2 separate regions of the Sus scrofa genome follow, and region 2 is linked to region 1. The links are chromatin contacts, called in public HiChIP or PLAC-seq maps. All regions are on one chromosome and are shown on one strand. The core of a region is the stretch at or near the end of the contact, and the rest is flanking DNA. Distances in the headings are between cores, read along the strand shown. Region 1 holds the start of USP10 (ubiquitin carboxyl-terminal hydrolase 10). Region 2 holds the start of KLHL36 (kelch-like protein 36).

Region 1 (6,676 bases), core at 424-2,923:
CACTCAACTTTCTACAGTTGTCCAAAAATATCACCAGCTTAAAAAACACACCAGGATCCAATCAAGAATCAAGATTCCAAAAAACTTACTTGGTTAAGTTTTTTAAAATACTTTTATTTTTTAAAAATTTTGTATCGAAATATAGTTGATTGACAATGTGGTATTCATTTCTGGTGTACAGCAAAGTGATTACAGTTATACATATGTGTATATACTCTTTTTTTATATTTTTTTTAGGGGTCCAATCGGAACTGTAGCTGCTGGCCTACATCACAGCCACAGCAACCTGGGATCCCAGAGGGTGGCTGCAGCTAACATCGCAGCTCACTGCAACGCTGGACCCTTACCCCAATGAGTGAAGCCAGGTGGAACCTGCCTCCTCATGGGTGCTAGTCGTGTTTGTGAACCTGCTGAGCAACAGTGGGAACTCCAAGGCATTCTATTTTTGAAAAGACCAGGCCCCTTGCCTTATGGAACCTGGTAATGGATTTACTGTTGATCTCCTCTGCTTAGCAGTGGAGTCTGGAGACTAGCCGCTGTATTCCCTGAGCACATGAGAACAATAATGGAGTCACAGTAGCTAATTGTTATTGAGGGTTGGATCTCTTGGCCAGTGGGCTCACTCTCATTTGATAGTCACAGAAATCTTATGAAATTAGAAATTTTATTGGGATTTCCCCGTTGTGGCTCATCGGAAGCGAATCTGACTAGCATCCGTGAGGACTCAGGTTCGATCCCTGGCCTCGATCAGAAGGTTAAGGATCCAGCGTTGCCGTGAGCTGTGGTGTAGGTCGCAGATGCAGCTCACATCTGGCGGGGCTGTGTCTGTGGCTGTGGCTACAGCTCCGATTTGACCTCTAGACTGAGAACCTCCATATGCTGTGGATGCGGCCGTAAAAAAAAAAAAAAAAAAAAATTAGTTTCACTCACAGGTAAGGAAACCAAAGGTTTAGGAATGGGAATTAACTCGCCTGAATCACTCAGCTCGAGAGGGTCAAAGCCGGTGGCGGTAAACTGCGTGGTCAGGTAGGGGTCACTGTTTCTTGAGTCAATGACCCGAAACTGGTCTGTCTGGATACTTGCACGTATGTGTGTGATGGGTGACACTTAGTGCTCACTATTTGTCAGGCCTCAATCATAGGCGCTTTTATGTGTCCGTCCTTTTTTTTTTTTTTTTTTTTAAATCTCTAAATATATTCTCCCATGCCTATGGCACCTCAGTGTTTGGGTAATGAACGAAAAGTGAATAAGTGAATGAATGGACGGATGTGACCGCCGTAAGCCGAGACTACTCTGAGGTCTTCGGCCCTCAAGTCGGGGACCCGGGCCCAGGGAGGCCCTAGGCTTTGGCGGCGGGGGCCGAGGTCCGGCCGCGGCACTCGGGCTCCGGCCCTCCTCGCCCGCGCAGCACCCAGGTGGCCTCCGGGCAGGTGAGCAACCCAGGCCGACTGGGCGCTTTGGCGTAGTCAGCTCTGCCCGCTAGGGTTTTCTCTTCCCGCCGCGCGGCCCGCCCCGGAGCTCCCGGTCCGCCGCTGACCCGCCGGCCTCCGCGGAGGTGCGCGGGCCCCGAGTCCACCCGGGCCGGGTTCCCGCGTTGCACGCCCACCTGTCGGCCGCGCATGCGCAGCGCGCGCCCGGCGCGCCGCCTCCCCGCGCCCCGCGGCGCGCGGTCAGTGCGCAGGCGCGGCGGCGGATGCGAGTGTGTATGTGCGGGCGAGAAGATGGCGGCGGCGGGGGAAGCAGCGTGAGGACTCGGACGGGCGCCGAGGCTCATTGAAACGGGCCGCCATGGCCCTCCGCAACCCGCAGGTAGCCGCTGGCCGGCGCTCTCGGCTGGAAGGCGTCCCGAGCGGCGGGCGGGCCGGCCCCGGGGCTGGTGGGCGGGCGCCCGCACCCTGGCCCGAGCGAGCGTGTGGGAGTGGGGGAGGGCGCCGGGACATGCTGCCCGGGACTAGGCCCCGGGCCTCCCGCCGCCTCCGCGCCTCGGCCGCCGGCAGCCCGGCCGGCCCGGCGCCGGAGCCCGCCGGGCCCCCGCCTTGGGGGAGCGGCGAGGAGGGGGCGCCGGGGCCCGCCTGGAGCGGGCGTGTGGGGCGCGAAGGGGTTAACCTCGGGGCTGGCCCGCGGGCCGAGCCGGCGGTGCAGCCGGGGCCCTCGTCGCCCGGAAAGGCAGCCTGGGGCCTCGGGAGGCCCCCGAGGCGGCAGAACCTTCCACGCCCTCAGCTCGCTTCTCGGCCCGGAGCGAATCACCAAGATTTGGGGGTGGCCGGATTTCCCCTGTGCCCCCCAGGGTTGCTTTCGCAGCTTGATCAACCCCTGGGTGGGGGGGCTTGTCGGTTTTCTGGCTTTTAGATTCAAGTCACTAAGAAGCAGCTTAAGGTTACAGTTGCAAAGAAACTCGAAATAACTCGCCGGGACCGCACTTTGACTTGCCTTTGAGTGACTTCTTTTGCACGAATCCCTCTCCGCCAAGCTGACACTCCTAACGCACCCTGTCAGAGCCGTGGGTCAGGCTTAGGGGTTGTTTATAATAATCCCGTGGTGGAAAGAAAGAGTAAAACGCCGCTTTCAAAAGGGAGACTTGTGTGTTGAGTTGAACTTTTTTCCCCCTCTCCCACTCCCCGAAATTCAGTGAATTTGAGTAAAAATGGGCATGTGGTATTAACTTGTCCGGCTGGCTGTAGACCGCCGATTTGTCGACTTTTAATCCTAGGAGTTATTGCGAAGTTTCCATCATCTATCTCATTGTGCTTTTGTATTAAATCCGCGAGCATGAAACAAAGTAAGTATTGGAAGGCTGGCGACCAGTAAATCATAACCCTGTATAAGCAAGTGGCTTTTGTTGCCTCTTTGGAAATGGAGTCGATTTTAATAACTTGTAACTGATGCGTGTTGTGGAATTTAAAGTGAGGAAAATTGCAGAAAATTAAATTTTACAGGAACCTGCAGTTTTGTGAAGTTTTTGGCACTTGAGTGTGCTCTCCAACTTGCTGCCTTTAACTTTCTGCACTTGTACATCAACTTTTAAAGTAGTTCTTTGCATAAAAGAAGGGCTTCGTTGCATAAGTTTTTCAAATGTGTAATTGGAAGATTTTTTTTTTTTCCCCTTAAGACATTTGGTATTTGCCTTTCTCTTAAAGTAAATAGCTGCAAAATAGGTAAAGGTTCATTATGCACGAATGGGTAATATGATATTCATAGTGATTTTAGAATGGGGAAATCGTGTTTAGGCAGAATTTACTTGCACTTTTTTTTTCCTTTTTGATGGCGCTGGAAGCAGCGGGGCAGTTCCCCCGACAGGGATGGAACCTGTGCCACAGCAGTGACCCAGCTGCTGCAGTGACAAGGCCAGATCCTTAACCCTCTGTGCCACAAGGGAACTCCATCACTTCTGTTAAGCACCAGTTGCAGTGCAAAATTGATTGAAGTGTTAATGAATGGAGATAATCTGTAAACTAGATTGTAGTTTCTTTTGCTTTCATTGTCCTGGTATTTATGTTTGTTTGTTTGTTTTTTGTGATTTCTTGGGCGCTCCCGCAGCTTATGGAGGTTTCCAGGCTAGGGGTCCAATCGGAGCTGTAGCCACCGGCCTGCGCCACAGCCACAGCAACTCGGGATAAGACCCAAGTCTGCGGCTCACAGCTCATGGCAACACTGGATCCTTAACCCACTGAGCAAGGCCAGGGATCAAACCCACAACTGCATGGTTCCTAGTTGGATTCATTAACTACTGCGCCACGACGGGAACTCCAGGTATTTATGTTTTATACAGCAGTATTGCTTGTACACATCTTTCTCGAAAATTGAGTGGCAAAGTAAGGTAAACTTAAATGTTAGCAACACTTTGGGTTTATTCTTTTAAAGTATGATTTAAATACTTTTAAATTCTAGCTTGGAGAAAGTAGGAAAGAGTATAATTTCTTGTATTTCTTTTTTTTTTTATTATTCTTAATTCTTTTTGAAAGAACAGTAGTGAAGGAGTTTCTGTCGTGGCGAGGCAGAAACGAATCCAACTAGGAACCGTGAGGTTGCTGGTTTGATCCCTGGCTTCCCTCAGTTGGTTAAGGGTCCGGTTGCCTTGAGCTGTGGTGTAGGTCGCACGAGGCTTGGATCCCCCATTGCTGTGGCTGTGGTGTAGGCCGGCAGCTCCAGCTCCAGTTGGACCCCCGGCCTGGGAACCTCCATGTGACTCGGGTGCAACCCTAAAAAGACAAAAAAAAAAAAAAAAAAAAGAGAATAGTAGTGAAAACATCGATAACATGGTTGAATGATTGGATCCTGCTTGAGTCAGGCTGAATATTTTAAAGAATTTATTTTATTCAGTTACCTGCTGTCTGAGGGTCTGCAGCCTTAATGGCCGCGTGTTGATGGAGCACTCAGTCTGTGCACAGCACCATCAGACTGCCGCGTGGTACCTGTTTATGATTGGAGATGACAACCACAAATTAACAGTAGCGGGCCTATTTTAAAATTAGCTTGTTATGGTTAAAACATTTGTATAGGTTATATCCTATTTCTTTTCTTTTCTTTTTTTCTTTTTATTTTTTTGGTCTTTTTTTTTTTTTTTTTTTTTTTTTTTTTGGTCTCTTTAGGGCTGCACCCGGGTCACATGGAGGCCAGGGATCGAACCAGTGTCCTCATGGATACTAGTCGGGTTCTAGTCGGGTTCGTTAACCACTGAGCCGTGAGGGGAACTCCTATGCTATTTCTATACTACTGATGGAACTCTGTTGCCTAGGTTGACATGAAACAGTGCAAAACTTGGAAACACTTCTAATGACATTAGCTTTCAACACAGTTTAACAAATACAAACGGTGAACTCTGACAATTGAAGTGAAAGTACATCTCTAATTATGAATATTTGTTCACAAGGAAACTGGTTAAACGATTTGGGATAATTCATTTGAACTGACCAATTCTGCCTAAACCGGAAGAAATTTCTGTGATCCTTGTGGTTGCTTTTAGTGAAATCCCTACAGTAGTGCTGCGTACACCCTGTTTGGATAGCCTGCGGTTGCTCTGGTCTGTGCTCCCTCTAGGCTCTTCATTACCTTGCAATAATGTGGCCCTACAGTTTACACTGTGAGATTCTTTGTATCCAGTTTACTGCATATGGCAGAGTGTTACTGTATCCTTGTATGTCTTTGTGACTGACAGCCCTATTAGTAATTCTCCAAAAAGATACATTTTATTGGAGTTTCATGGTGAGCAGCTGAAGTAAATGAAATTATTTGAAACATAGGCTATTTGGAGATGGCCGGTTTTCTCTGCGGGGTGACAGCAACATACTGAAACATGTCCTCAGACTAGATGTGCTGTTTGAAGTTTGTGAGTTGACAGTTGCGTCTGGTTTCTGCGGAGCCCCAGCGCAGACGAGCCCTGTCCAGGGCCTCATGCACCCCGTGGAGTCCGTCTTGTTGGGACTACAGAGTACTGACATTACAGTGGTGATAGGTGGACCCGCCTCAGTCTCAATTCCTCTCTAGAGCAAAATTTAGGACGTTTGTTCCAGGGCTGTTTTTAACATGGACCTGGCATGATTCAAATAGTTGTTCACCATAGGGAAACCTAAAGGAGAAGAGAATTACAGAGCTTAATGATTATTTAATGCTAGGCCTGGTGGCACCTTTACTGTGTGTTGTGCTCAGAATGTAATATTGAAGTAGTTGAGAAAAGTTGTGTGGTCTCTGCTTGAGTTAGTTACATTCGAGGTTATTTTTTGTTTTTGTGATTTTACAAATTTCAGACATGCTGGTACTTGCTATTAATGGATCTGGTTTTTCAAGTGGTGCGTTAAAGGACACTTCTTCCTGATAATATGCTAAATATGAAAAGTAGTAGGAAACCCTTGCTTTTGAATTTCTAAATAGGCTGTTACAGTTCTATTTACTGCCACACATGCGAGAATCACTGTGGCACAAAACAGATAAATCTGTTTGCAATGGAATTTACTGGCCTTGGGCCCTTGGATTACTGTCATTTGTCACTTTAGTGCTACTTCAGCAGTGTAAACGTTCATTTCCAAAGACTGACATGTGCTTGGACTGCAGTTTTCCTGTTCATTGAGGTGCCCTCCCAATAGGTCTTTCTGTGGCCGATTCTGTCAGCGCAGGCTGGACTAAGGACTCGTGTAGGCACAATAACGGTAGCCTGTGGGGCAGCTTTATAGTTCTGTTTGTTTCAGGGATCAGAAATTGTAGAGTCTGTCATAAACCTAGATGTGGCGTCTTCAGAAAACAGACTTTTCATGAGTGGGCTACTTTCTGTTTGGAAAAGCTTTTCAATCAATACCCCATTTTCAGCAGAAGACCCGAGAAACCAGAAACTGTCTGCCGGTAGCTCCCTTCTGCCCCTTGTCTTGAAGCTCAGGTTGCCCTGCCCTCTCCTGGGAACAGGGAAGGTGAGCTGTAGGGTGGAAGTGTGGTTTGGAGCAGGGAGAGAGGATTAAAGCATGTCTTCCTGGACACTCCTTTCTGCTCAGTTGAGAATTGTGAGGTGACAGCGAGCCTGGAGGGCAGCCCAGTGCCTGCACGAGGCCAGTATGCTGCTCTTGTTCCTCGGGCCCCTCCCTTTTGGGCTTCATCTGCAGCTTTCTTGGTTGCCCTTCTTTTTTTTTTTTTTTTATAATTTTTTTTTATTTTCCCACTGTACAGCAAGGGGGTCAGGTTATCCTTACAT
Region 2 (6,380 bases), core at 755-3,254, 37 kb before region 1:
GGGGAGGGGTCAAGGGGGGGATGTGCAAGTAAGGCTTTAAAGATATGCCTAAGTGGAGTTCCCTTCCTGGCTCAGCAGAAATGAATCTGACTAGCATCCATGAGGACTCAGGTTCGATCCCTGGCATCGCTCAGTGGGTTAAGGATCCGGTGTTGCTGTGAACTGTGGTGTAGGTTGCAGACGTGGCTTGGATCTGGCATTGCTGTGGCTGTGGTGTAGGCCAGTGGCTGCAGCTCCAATTCAACCCCTGAGTGCAGCGCTAAAAACAAAAAAAAAACCCAAAAAACAAAAAAAGGCACGCTCCCAATCCTTACCAGAGAAGGCAGGAAACAGAAAAACAGGGAGACCGAGAAATTTTTTATTCAACTTTGGGTTTTCTTGGCTTTGTTTTTTGTTTTGGCCTCACCCATGGCCTTGAACTTTCCCAGGCCAGGGATCGAAGCCGCCCATAGTAGTAACCCAGGCCACTGGGTCCTTAACCTGCTGAGCTACCAGGGAACTCCAATTTACCCTTTTACTTATTTATTTAGTTTTGCTTTTTTAGGCCCGCACTCACGGCGTATATAAGTTCCCAGGCTAGGGGTTGAATCAGAGCTGCAGTTGCCCGCCTACACCACAGCCACAGCAACGCCAGATCCAAGCTGCATCTGCGACCCACAACACAGCTCACAGCAATGCCGGATCCTTAATGCACTGAGCAAGGTCAGGGACCAAACCCACATTCTCATGGTTAATAGTCAGGTTCGTTACTGCTGAGCCACAGTGGGAACCCCCAATTTACCCTTTTAAATTGTACAATTCAATGGTTTTTCATAGATTCAGAGTTGCACAACCATCAATACTACCTAATTTCACGACATTTTTTACACCACACTCAAAAAATCCCTTCATATTTAACAACCACCACATTTCACCCCAACTCACCGGTCCTGGGCAAACACTAATTTAAGTTCTGGCTCTTTGGATTTGCCTACTTTGGAAACTTTACATAAATGGAATCATGCAATATATGTCCTTTTACGTAGTGTTCTTTCACTTATTATGTTTTCAAGGTTCATCCATGCTGTAGTGTAAGTTTGACCATGATAGATCTGTGATGGTTAAATTTATTCACTCTGCTGAGCACCTACTAGGTGGGGGCCCAGCTAGGAATAAAACCAAAGGTAACTGCTGCCCTAGAGGGTTTCTAGTGGGGGAGAGGGTCAATAAGTCAAATGAATAAGAAAATGATCCAGGGAGTTCCCGTCGTGGCTCGGTGGTTAACGAATCTGACTAGGAACCAGGAGGTAGCTGGTTCGATCCCTGGCCTCGCTCAGTGGGTTAAGGACCAGCGTAGCCGTGAACTGTGGTGTAGGTCGCAGAGGCGGCTGGGATCCCGCGTTGCTGCGCCTATGGCGTAGGCGGGCAACTACAGCTCCGATTGGACTCCTAGCCTGGGAACCTCCATATGCCAAGGGAGCAGTCCTAGAAAAGGCAAAAAGACAAAAAAAAAAAAAAAAAAAAAAAAAAGATCCAGAAGATTATACAATGGTAAGGCTAAATGAAACGTAAAGCTGGAAGTGAAGAGAGAGAATGTGACTTTAAACAGAGGAGTAGGCGAAGGCCTCGCCTTAGGGTGCATGCAGGGGACCTTCGCCCTAAGACTGGACCTAAGACTGGAAGGAGGTGATGGCTGGAAGATGCCACTGCGCTGTCACCTCCCAGCGCTCAGGTCTCGGCCAGCCGCTCACTTCCCCCCAGGCCTGGGACCGTGCCCGTCCCGTCCGCTCCGTGTCCCTATGCCTGGAATGGCGGGCGACCCCCACTACGCATTTCGCGATGCGTGACCGTGTGTGGCGCGCCCAGGCAGCGACCGAGCCGGGGGCAGCCCAGGGCTGAGCGCCAAGTGTGGGCGCGGACCCAGCCCTCGCCCCGCCCCGCCCCCCGCGCGCCCCGCCCCCCGCGCAGGCCCCGCCCCCGCGCCGCCTGAGCCCGCCCCCTCCCGGCCGCCGCCATTGGCCGCGCGCGCCTCCGCCCTCGGCGTCGCACTTCCTGGCGGAGCCATGGCCGCGCACCCGGCCCGCCTGCGGGCTCCGGCGCCCGGGCCCCGCCGCCCCGCCCGCCCGGCCCCGCCGCCGGGGCTCCCCGCGCCGCGCCCGTAGCGCGCCCTCTCAGGTGGGCCTCTGCGCGCGCCCCCTTCCTGCCCGGGCCCAGCCGGAGCCGCGCGCCGTCCGGGGGCCGGGGCGGGGGGCGGGCCGGCCTCACCGGGGTCCCGGGCCCCGCGAGCTGCGCCCCCGCCCCGCCCCCGGGATCCCTTTGTGCTCCGGGGATGGCGGGAGGGCGGCGGGGCGGGCGGAGGGGCGGTCGCGGGGTGGGAGGAGGGGGCCGCCGCCCCCGCAGGTGGAGGTGCGGCCTGGGCGGCCAGCCCCGCGCGGCCCAGCTGAGTGTCCCCGCGTCCCGCCGCGGTTGCTGGCCCCCGGCGCGACCCAGCTTCGCCTCCCTCCGCCTCCTCCTAGCCGGCTCGAGCCTGCCCGGGCGGCCGTTGTACCGGCAGTTCCGCCAGGGGGTGCCGGGTCCGAGCGAGGGACAGCGACGTCCCCGGAGACCCCGCCGGCGAGGCCCGGGACGTGTGAGTGCCCGCGGGCATCCGCTCCCATCTCAACGATGCTGTCTCCGTCAGTGCTGAGGTCGGGCAGGATCTGGGATCTGGGTCGAAACCCGGGGAAAGAACCCGAAGAGGAGGCTCCCTGGGGACCCTCCTGGCCTGAGGTGGCCTCTGTTCCCGTGTTTACCGAAAGACCTTTTTACACCAAACTGGGGATTGCCGCTGTCCCCACGGATGGCCTTGACCCGTCACCTGCTTTCAGCAAGCATGGAAGCAGCTGACACCCAACACTCCTGTAGCCCTTGGCCCCAAACCACCTGCCCGCAGACAAAAGGGAGCCTCCACAAGGGGAGACGCTCTCTAGAAATCTTGGCCTAGACAAGAAAGCTTTTAGCACTGAGGTCAAACCTGAGCCCTGACTGGCTGCCTGGGATGAGGGAGACTTTCTGCTGTGTGACCTTGGGTGGGTCCCACGGCCACCTGAGCCTGGATGTCAGAAACAATGGTGGTACCTGTCTTAGAGGATGCAGGTGAAACAGAGAAGTTAGGGGTGAGTAGGAGGCAGCGCAAGGAGGCCCGGGTCCTTCCCATCCCCCCTCTCTGAGCCCCCTCAGCATCCGAGGGGGAGTCAGAAAGGACAGGGGCAGGGGCGGCTGGTCTTTGTCACAGAGTTGCTGATTGGTCCAGAGAAATCTGGTTGTCCTTTCCTTCCCCCAGGAAGTCGGCAGGATGGACTGTGCCCAGTTTTATTCCTCCAGGGGGGACACTGCCACCACCTCTGTGTGTCCCTGATTGTCTTGACACTGTGCTGACTGCTTGTCACATGATTTTCTATCAACAAAGTGTTCACTCGGTGACAGATTGACTCTTCTCAACTCAGAAAAATTCCTTCTCAAACCGTCAGTGCCAGTTTGTGACCCGTGCCCACACTGCTGGCCTCATCCTTTCTCTGTGTGCTCCCATCCTCCGAGGTCCCCCATAGCCCAGCTCAGTGCTCTTAGTGAGTTGCCTGGCATTTCAAAGCTGGAAGAAACTTTTAACATTGCCTGCTACACCAGCCCACTCCATAAACTCAACCTTGAAGTCTAGAGAGGTTAACTTGCCTTTTCAAGTTTATCTTGGATATTTGTGGTGGGACATATGTCCCCAGCCAAAGTTTCCTGCCTGTGAGCACTTTTTTTTTTTTTAAAGGCCAGGTGGAAGAGCCTAAGGGTTAAGAGCATGAAAGCCTCCTTAGGTTGAAATCCTAAATCCGGAGTTCCCATTGCGGCTCAGAGGATTAAGACTCTGACTGGTATCCATGAGGATGTGGGTTCGATCCCTGGCCTTGCTCAGTGGATTAAGGATCTGGCATTGCCAAAAGCTGTGGTGTAGTTCACAAATGTGGCTCAGATTCGACCCCTAGCCCGGGCACTTCCATATGCCCTAAAAATAAAAAATAAATTAAAAAAAATCTTATTAAAAAAAAAAGAGGCATTCCTGTCGTGGCTCAGCGGAAATGAATCCGGCTAGAAACCATGAGGTTGCGGTTTTGATCCCTGACCTCACTCAGTGGGTTAAGGATCCAGTGTTGCCACGAGCTGTAGTGTAAGTCGCAGACGCAGCTCAGAGATGGCGTGGCTGTGTCTGTGGCGGAGGCCGGTGGCTACAGCTCTGATTAGACCCCTAGCCTGGGAACCTCGAAATGCCCAGGGTGCGGCCCTAAAAAGGACAAAAGACCAAAAAAAAGAAAAAAATCCTAACTCTGCCTCTCTTTCCTGTGTGTAACGCTCGATCGACAAGTCACTTCCCCTTACTGCCTTCAGCTTCCTCCTCTGTGAACGGAGGATGGTGGCAGTTCAGGCCTCCTAGGGTTGTGGTGGGGATTAAACCCGTGACGACGGAAAAGCACTTAAGACAGTGCCTGGGTCTACACCATATTTGATGCTTGGTAGGCGTGACGGCGCTGCATTCTTGACTTCATGAAATGTTAGTCTCTCCAAGACTGGACCGTGTTCATAGAGCATCCTGGGGAAGGGCCCGTGTCTGTCCACTTTTGAAGCTGGACGGATTCCGATTGGCTTCCTCACCATCCACTAGTTTTGTGACCTTGAGCTCAACGTCCTCGTGCGTAACGGTGGTGTCAGTGGCATCAGCCTGGCCGGGTAGTTGTGGGAGTTCCATGATGGGGTGCTTGTCCACCCCTTAAGGCCCCCATCTGGGCTCTGAAACGGTGACTCTTGTCATTGTCATCCTGATCTGTGGAAAAGGCCCTGTTGCGATCAGGCGTCGAAAGGTAGGTATTTGTAGGAGGGGGGCTAAGACACACGATGCGGTGGGATTGTAGGTGAGACGGAACATGTGTTAAAAGCTCTCAGCCTAAGAGAGTCCGCGGTACAGTTTTCTCTCCTTTGCTGCGGGTGGTCGTGTCGCTCTTGCTGCCATTGATGCCTGCCAGCAGAGCCAGCGATTCGTGCATGATCTAGAGTTACTGCTCCACGCTCAGAAGTCCTGTTCTTCCTGCAGGGCTGCCGTCTCCTTTATCATGGAAGGAAGCCGGCAGACGCGAGTGTCTCGGCCGTACAAGATCAGCGAGTCGTCAAAGGTCTGTGGATGGGTCGCTCGCCGCCTGGGCACATTGCGTGAGCTCTTTCTCATGAGCTCATTCGTATTCACAGGCTCATTTTCGGTTCTTGGTGGCAGTATTCATCTCCTTAATGATGCCCCAGAAGTGGCACAGGCTAGGAGTGGCAGAGTCGTAAAATCAGAGCAAGTGGGAGTGGGGGGTGCGCGGGCTGTTTGAAACACAGCCCGCCTCGTTTACCCTGCACCGTGCCTCTAAGAGGTCTGCAGGACAGGGTAGAGGCCATGGGACAGGGTAGATGCCATAAGGGTGGGGGCTGCCTTCTCCACGGACACCTCCGTGGCATTTTTGAGGTGTCCATGGAGAAGCCAGCCCCCATCCTTGTGGCGGGGCAGCACTTCGCATACCCGGATGTTAAGGGCCCCGAGGGAGTCTTTCCCTGCTCGTGACTTTCGGGGACCCTGGGAGCAATCGGGGTGGGTTCCCCAAGGCGAGGCTGCCGACCTGTGTCATGCCGGGGGCGGGGCGGGGGGCAGGTGATTCATTAGACGTGCCCTTGCCCAGCCCGACCCCAGACTTGCAGACGTAAAATCTGAGAGCAGGACCAGGAAGTCTCTACCTTAAGCCAACTCCTCAGGTGACTTGGGGGGGGGCAGTCTGGGGACAGTCCAGTCCCTGCTTATACCTGTCCCTTTATAAATATGTATAATCCTAAGTTATTACTGAGTGTCCTTTTTTGAAGACGGAATGTCATGGTTACCTTAGGTCGTAGATTCTCCATGGGGCTAATATTGCCCATCAGGAGGCGGAGTGGACCCTGAGAGCTGTGGAAAGAATTTTACTCTTTTCCAATATAAAGCCCAGCTGTACCCACAGCATACGTGCGGATGTACAGACTATATATGGTGTTAAAATGGCTTGGTGAGGAGTTTCCATTGTGGCTCAGCGGAGATGAATCTGATTAGTATCCATAAGGATGCAGGTTCAATCCTGGGCCTTGCTCAGTGGGTTAAGGATCTGGCATTTTTGTGGCTGTGGTGTAGGCTGGCAGTGTAGCTCTGATTTGACCCCTAACCTGGGAACTTCCATATGCCACGGGTGTGGCCCTAAAAAGCAAAAAAAAAAAAAAAAAAAAAAAAAAAAAAATGGTGAGCTGTTATGAAAAAATGCCTTAACCATAAAAGCAGACTGAAAAAAAGATTAGGAAATACCACTTTGGGAGTTCCCTGGTGG

What was found. HiChIP or PLAC-seq counts read pairs in DNA pulled down with a chosen protein or histone mark.
Region 2: an H3K27ac HiChIP or PLAC-seq map of alveolar macrophages shows a contact between it and region 1. The contact joins the promoter of KLHL36 here to the promoter of USP10 in region 1.

Annotation. Positions count from the first base shown.
Region 1 is chr6:4,038,536-4,045,211 of Sscrofa11.1, reverse strand. It overlaps USP10 (ubiquitin carboxyl-terminal hydrolase 10), which reads left to right and starts at 1,673. Exons shown (of 14, transcript XM_021093724.1): 1 at 1,673-1,809. The coding sequence starts at 1,789.
Region 2 is chr6:4,075,807-4,082,186 of Sscrofa11.1, reverse strand. It overlaps KLHL36 (kelch-like protein 36), which reads left to right and starts at 2,004. Exons shown (of 5, transcript XM_021093726.1): 1 at 2,004-2,154; 2 at 5,090-5,168. The coding sequence starts at 5,109.